Regions from separate parts of the Lactuca sativa genome. Here region 2 is linked to region 1. Evidence: chromatin contacts called from public Hi-C data. All regions are on one chromosome and are shown on one strand. Each heading gives the region's core, a stretch centred on a gene start, on an enhancer-like site or on the middle of the called end of the contact. The rest is flanking DNA. Distances are from core to core; before and after follow the strand shown. Region 1 holds the start of LOC111894843. Region 2 holds the start of LOC111894845 (transcription repressor OFP7).

The links. A called contact is a pair of places that touch in the nucleus more often than the background predicts.
Region 2: a contact with region 1 is called in a Hi-C map of leaf, with 6 times the contacts expected there. The contact joins the promoter of LOC111894845 here to the promoter of LOC111894843 in region 1. A contact is called at or near these places in 2 of 4 Hi-C or Micro-C datasets (leaf and seed).

Annotation. Positions count from the first base shown.
Region 1 is chr5:66,339,684-66,343,707 of Lsat_Salinas_v11, reverse strand. It overlaps LOC111894843, which reads left to right and starts at 1,389. Exons shown (of 3, transcript XM_023890932.3): 1 at 1,389-1,916; 2 at 1,995-2,207; 3 at 2,296-2,589. The coding sequence starts at 1,650. The coding sequence ends at 2,355.
Region 2 is chr5:66,499,722-66,503,474 of Lsat_Salinas_v11, reverse strand. It overlaps LOC111894845 (transcription repressor OFP7), which reads right to left and starts at 1,927. Exons shown (of 1, transcript XM_023890935.2): 1 at 823-1,927. The coding sequence starts at 1,645. The coding sequence ends at 971.

The sequences.
Region 1 (4,024 bases), core at 140-2,639:
GTTTCACTAGTTGATAAAAAAAAGACATTTAATAAGATATAGTAAATAAGCTAGTTGGAATATCTAAAATGACAATTACAAGAATATGATTTTTTATAACTAATTAAGGGTATATTTAAGAAATTTTTAAAAAATTCCTAAAATGTAGTTTTTTTTAAAGCTAATTATAAACTATTTATTGATTGTCAAAATGACAACTAAAAAACCTCGAAAAATAAGCTAGTTGTGACGTGTTAAACACAACATCAATCTAAGTACCACTATAATATATATTCTATGATTGATTTATTTGTATATGTACATAAATTTTGAAGCTTGGACATTTTTTTTAGAACGATGATATTAAAATTAAAAAACTAGCTAAAACTATGGATTACATATGAAGAGTTAAAAAAAAAAGGACAATTCACCCACTCTTACCAATTAATTAACACAAAACTAAGGATTTCCAATTCTAATACAAAAGAACGATTGAGACCGAATAGAATCCTAAATTTAAGACTTAACAGGCTTGCAGCTGCTAAAAAGCAACCTATTCCAAAAAGACAAATAAACCAAAAAATGGTCACACAATTAACATCCAAACATCTTTTAACATTGTCGGCAATACGCACTTGATCAATCCAAGCAACCCAATCTGAAATAGAGCTAAAGATTGGAATGTCCAATTCCCACAAATCCACAACCATACCACAAGAAAAGAAAAGAAGATATGATTGACTCTCTCCACATCAAAATCACATACATGACAACTGATAGAGCCAATATCAATAATATTAAATCAAAATTTATAATTAATCTTTTAAAATGGCAATTAAGGTATGACTATGGATGAGAAAAGGAACCGACCTGGCTGGAACCGACTCGGGAACCGAACTTGTGGAAAATAAAAACCGAATCGGACTGTCGGTTTTACCGGTTTTTATCGCGTCTTCAATGTTGGAACCGACCCTCGATAAATTGCAACATACGGTTCCGGTTTTTGCCCGTCTACCGGTTCTAAAAATCCACAAGAATATCCTCTCGGTCCCGGCCCGACCGGTTCCATCGGGTTTCGGTACCGGTACCAGTTCCAGCATGTTCTTCGTTCCATATGTTCATTCCTAGGTATGACAATTAAAATAAAGATGACTAAAAGTATATGATTTTTTAATAGATATTTATCTAATTTTATATTTTAAATTTATTATAATATTTAATAATTAATTTTATTTATAAAAAATATAATGTCGATATATTATTTTTAATAATATATATTTGTATGTATTTTAACTATGTATTTTAACCTATCATTGATCATGTGTACACCAAAATGCAACCCCTTCCAACATTGTCAATTCAAATTTTAATGCTATTTTAATTAGATCACACATCTTATATTAACAGGAAAAATAAAAATCAAACAGTGCCTAGCCGACACTATTGGACCGGCGCGTACGGCTGCCTCATCATTCCGTTCCGTCATCATTCTTCAAGCAGTCCACACTCAATTTGGGAATTTCCAACCACTCAATACGACCTTAATTTCACACCCACCTCTCCACTTCCTCACATTCATACTCACGGATTTTGATCAATCAGAACAACTTCTAGCAGTGATTCAGCTTCATTGATCGTCACAGAAAGAAATTTTCAGGTGGGAAAGAGAAATGAACGACGGGGATGCAGCAAAGAAGCTAGGCTCGCCGGTGGTGCTGGTGTCGGCTACATCTGCCACTGTTAACGGCATAAATAGTGGTGGTGGTGGTTTGTTCAGCAAAACTCGATATAAGTTCTGGGCAATTACTGCAATTTTGCTACTAGCTTTGTGGTCTATGTTCACCGGCTCCGTCACTCTCAGATGGTCCGGCGCCGGCAACATTAGCAACCCTCTCTCTGATTCCTTCGATTCCCCAGTCCGCGACCTCGACATCTTGGTACCAATCTCTCTATCTTTCTCTACAAACACAATTTTGATTGAACTGAATCTGATTGAAATTCTGTGAATGATTTAGGAAGTTGAGGAGCGGGAGAAACTGGTGAGGAGATTTTGGAATATCTACACACACAGCAGAACAACACGGTTGCCGAGTTTCTGGCAGGAGGCGTTTGAGGCGGCATACGAGCATCTCACCAGCGACGTCGCCGGATCAAGAAACGCGGCCATTTCAGAAATCGCCAAGATGTCGTTAGTCTCCGTGGATGTCGAGCCATTGCCTCTCAACTCGGTTCGCTTTCTTTTAAACCTTAATCAATCATAAATCTACTCTGATTCAATCTCATTGGTTTTAAACAACACTTTTGCTTATTACACAGGGTTTTGGAGGAAGCAGGAAAAGCATGAGGCAAGGTGTTGTCAGGAAGAACACTGCATAAATCTTGCCCACCAACTGTTCGACTAAATGCCATGTAATAAAGTTTCAATTTTCCGAATAGATTACTACATAGTGAAGGCGTGTTTTAGTCGTTTCCAGCATAATAGCTGGAGATGTTGAGCTTCAAGCTGCAAATGCAGTGGTTGTACCAAAATTGTGAACAACATTTATAGTTTTATACATCATGTTATGATAAGAACAATGGGGTATTGAAATATTAATTGCTTGTTTCTTAGTGGGATTTGAAGTAAAATTACATTCCTATGCTTTGAAACTTTACATACAGTTGATCAAATTTTGCGTAATACTATAAACGTTAGGCATGAATGATGAATCAAAGCACGAAATCTTGTAATACTTTGGAAGTGTAGATTTATTGGGTGGTGGGTCTAGGGATGATGAATCCATGTGTATTTCACAACTTTTGTCGATCAAATTTTAGCATCTATGAAATCATGTAATATTATGGAAGTCAACCATTGTGTGTGTTAGTTTAATAGATTATTTGTTTGATTAATTGTTCATGTTTGTTAAGATGCTAAAGAGATATAAACGAAAGTAAACATCTAAATCAAGAACCATAAACTCGGGTCAAAAGTAAAAAAATAGGTCATTTAGATAATCAAAACTAATAGTCAAATTTGAAAAAATCATGTACAAATTACAAAATAGTAAATGAGAGCAAAAAATGTATATCTATTTGACGTTGATAAAGTTTGAAAGAATAAACTTTGTTGATGGATGGATGTCACGGTGCTTTTAGCTTTTCATGATCCCATGACGTTTAATACATAGAACAAACACTAAAAATGTATTTATAAACTTTTACTTTAAGGAGTTTTTTTTTTCTTTTTAAATATAAAGTTAGTAATAATTGTATTAAAGATATACATTGTCGAAGATATCTTTATCAGATAAATAATAGGACGAAATCATTTAATGTTTCTTGAGATATTGATCTCAAATAATATTTTTATAATTATAGTTTTGAAAAAAGTTTGTATTGATAGTCGGTAGATGTTGGTTGAATGATGTCATGTTCGTTTTCCTTATTCCCCTATATTTTGCAAAATGAGTTTCTACATTCAAACAGACAAACACATAGAATATAATCTAACTTATGTTAATACAAAACGATATGATTTAATTTATATTAGACAAAAGTGCAAGCATCTTATGAAAAAAAAAACATAAAACTTTATTAACTTATGTAATTAACAATCAAAGATGAGTAGCTAATTCTAATATTTTAGAATCCAAAATTCCAATTTTTTTCTTTTGAAAAGTCAAACTAATCTACTCCTAATTTTCACCATTTATGTCTAAAATGAGACTTGAACCCATAACCTATCAAATGAGAGAGTCACTTTTTACCGCTAAACCAAAAACCTTTTTATATCCAAAATTCCAACCGAAGCTTTTGCTATATGTGCCAATTCTATTTAAGAAGCAATTATACGGCAACAAGCATTATAATGAAAAGCTTAACAATCGATGAGCTATCACAAATTCATAATAGTACTTAGGTTTTCGACTAATTGGCTCTTTGGAAAAGTAGAATAGTTGACCAAATCAACATTCTACAACTAACACGTAGCAATAAAACAGTAAATAACTGTCAACAAGAACTAAGAACAAAGAAAGTTACAAAGTTACAATTGAAATCTCAA
Region 2 (3,753 bases), core at 678-3,177, 160 kb before region 1:
AAAAAAAAAAAAAAAAAAAAAAAAAAAAAAAACCCGGGAGTGGGAGCGCGGACAGGGGCAGAATTAAGCCCCGTTTATTTTCGGGACCGAGGTCGAGAGTCGGTATTTCCGTCCAATACTCCCACAGGGGCCCAGTTATACATTTATGTAAAAAAATATATATTTAATATAAAATACATATACAAAATAGATTTTCTAATTATAGGTTTAGGTTAGGTTTCACTTTCCAGTTTCCGATTAATGGATATTGAAGATGTAATGAATTGATAATATATTTTTGGACATGTAAGTATTTTATATTTGTAATGTTGCATTTGTCGTATTTTATACTTACAAGATTATTGGAATTGTCGTTTTGTAATGTTGGATTTTTAATTTTTTTAGTTTCTAAAAGATTAGGTTTTAAGTTTTTAAAGTTATTAAAAATAGTATTTTTTACAAATCAATTTGTTAGAAAAAAAAATCGAATTTTAAGCCTATAAACCGAGGGGAGCGGGGGCGGGACCGGGGGCTATGTAAACGGAGGATTTGGGGCGGGGGCAACAACTGATTTCAAGGGCAGGGACATGGACAGCTATTTTGGCTCTCATTTGGTCCCTTTGACATCCCTAGTTTAAACATAAGGTTAGTGTGCTTGCTTCTGCTATGTGTTTTGAATTTGACTTTCGCTTCAAAATTTTCAAATAGAAGTTTTGTGGATATATTGGATTCTATTAATTAAATGGCTATGTACATATATTTTTTGGTATATATAATACAAAAAATGAATGATATTTTTTGTAATTGTAACACTACTACCGATCGAGCTTGTTCACAGGGTATATATTCATGTGCATATATACCATGTATTACTCGTATGCATTACACTTTCGTTTTCGTTACACACATATATATACGTACATACAAAAGAATTAATTAAGCTTGTATCCATGGCTTCTTCAATGGATTGGAGGGCATGCATGCAGCATGCTCAAAGGAACAACAGTTCCCAGATCTCCGTAAATGCAGATATAATATCGGCATGATGATGTTTGGAATTTAAAGATAAAAAGCACTGCAACAGCTGTTCCAAATCCTTAGCTTCAAACATCTTTTTCTCCAATATCATCTCCAACATCGACTTCTTGAAATCGTCATACGGCTCCTTCGACCACTTCACCACCGTCAGGCTCTCCTTCATCATCCTCGACTTCCTTTTCTCCTCCACTTTCTTCATCTTCTTCTCCGTCGTCCCACCACCAATATTCTTAACGTACAACACAGTCTCATCATGATCCTTCTTATATGAATCAACGCTGATGCTCATGCTATCGGTTTCTCTATCGCTGTTACTGAACCAACCACTTTCATCTGAAGAGCACTCCATGTTGTTCGTCTTCTTGTGTTTACTTCTTCGATCACCGGAGATTTTGGTGAAAGAAACAGGAGAGTTCTGTGTCTCCGGGGTGGTGGTGAGAGGTGCGGTTTTCGATTTGGAGATGCGGGATTGTTGGTGGCTGCTAGGGGTGGTGGGAGGTGGCGAGGGAATGGTACTAGTAGGGTAAGCGATCTCGAGAACTTTAGGGTTGATGGGGGAGAAGAAATGGGAAGTGTTTTTGGGTCGACATAGTCGGAAAGATGACAAAGAGAATTTGAACTTAACCATGGTGTTGTTTTAGAGTTATAAGATCGTTAAGCATATATATGTAAACATAAACATATATAATATAACAACGGCGGAGAGAATGAATGAATGTGAGAGAAAGAAGAGGGAGAAAGGCCGGCCGGCGACCAAATCTAAGAGATGACATCACGACGGAATGGTTCAGTACGGCCCACAAATTAAGGAACAATCTAAATTCCTTCTCAGATGCCTCTAAGATGTGATTACTATTAAATTATGATGTGTTTATAATTATAAAATTTGTATTAAAAGTATTTTATTGAATTGAATAATAATCAACAATAGCGTGTTATTATAGGTTTAAAGGATTAAAAAATATATAGTTTTGGTTGGTTAAGCAAAGATAGTACTGTTTACCGCAAAAAACAAGATAATATATAACACGAATAATCCGAAAACATCTATTCACATCATATATTTTTTCGACATTATAAAAGACCATCACTTGTTATATTATTGGTTGCTCTAAAATTAAGTCGATATCATTGAAAGAGTAAATGTATAAGTAAACAAACACATAAAACATGATAAACTTATAGAGTTATAAATTATAAGAATAATGTTTATCATGTCCTTGGTTGAATTAATTACTAGCTACTATAGGATAAGAGTAGGGGTAAGCATCGGAACAGGGTACCCGTTTTCGGAACCGGAACCGCCTCGGAACTGCCGGTTCCGGAACCGAAACCGCCTTAGGCTAGGGTGTTCATGGGGCGGTTCGGATCGGATAGTAAAAAAATTATAAACCGTAATAACGGGACGGGTACCTTGCTAGCACTAACCGTAACCGAACCGAATTGCTAAAAAACCGAACCATATAAAAGCAGGTAACCACGGTTCGGTTCACGTGTATCCGTTAAATATAAAAAATAGTAATCAATCCAAACTACAAACTCCATTTTAAACAATTCATTTCTAAAAAGAAAAAACTCACAAAATTAAAAAAAAAATCAATACTTATAAATAAACCAACTCTTTAATATTATAAATCCAATCATCAATTGTTTGATATATTAATATTTAATATTTATTCATTCTTGTTTTTTCATGTGGCATCAAACTAATTCTTTGGTTACGAAGGATATATATATATATATATATATATATATATATATATATATATATATATATATATATATATATATATATATATATCAGTTCGGTTCGGGTATCCGCGGATATCTAAATACCCAAACCGAAACCGACCCGTAGGTATCCGATTTTTTCGGTTTTGGTTTTTACGGATTCGGTTTTTTCGTTTTCAAGTTGGCTGGATCGGCTCAGTTTTGCGGTTTTTTTGTACACCCCTACCTTAGGCGGTTCCGGTTCCGATTCCTAAATTTTTGAAACCGCCTTAAACGGTTCCGGTTCCGGTTCTCATGTTTTTGGAACTCTACCCGCCGGAACATATTTGTGTGTGTGTCTATATATATATATATATATATATATATATATATATATATATATATATATATATATATATATATATATATATATATATATATATAAAATGTTGTGTCTTTGATTTTTTTGAAAAATGTGAACTATATAAACTTTGTTCCTAATATAGCGTCATTTTTGTGATGTGAGACAATAAGTTCAACAAAGAACTAACGCATTTTATCAAATGTTAAGCACTCAAGCAGTAACATGTTTGGAAAACTTTAAACAACATGATATTAATATTGCCAAGTTCTTTTATCAACATAAACACAAAAAGGTTAAGGCTTTGAGAATTATTTGCATTATTTTTATGATAAAACTCTTTATGAATCAATAGATTTTAACAAAATTATTTGCATTATTTTTATGATAAATTATGTAAAATAAGACAACTTATCACCGTGAGTAAGAGAATTACTTGGACATGATAAAATTACTATATATTAACAATAATAAATCTTTTATTACTTAATCTTGACCATTATATATAACTAAATTCTTCTATTTTTTTTAAAGTGGTTACCTGGAACCGGAACCGGGACCGCCGGTTCCGGTTCCGGTTCCAAAATATTGGGAACCGATACAACCGGTTCCGGTTCCGTCAAATTTAGCCGGGTACCCGCATATGTTCATCCCTAGATAAGAGG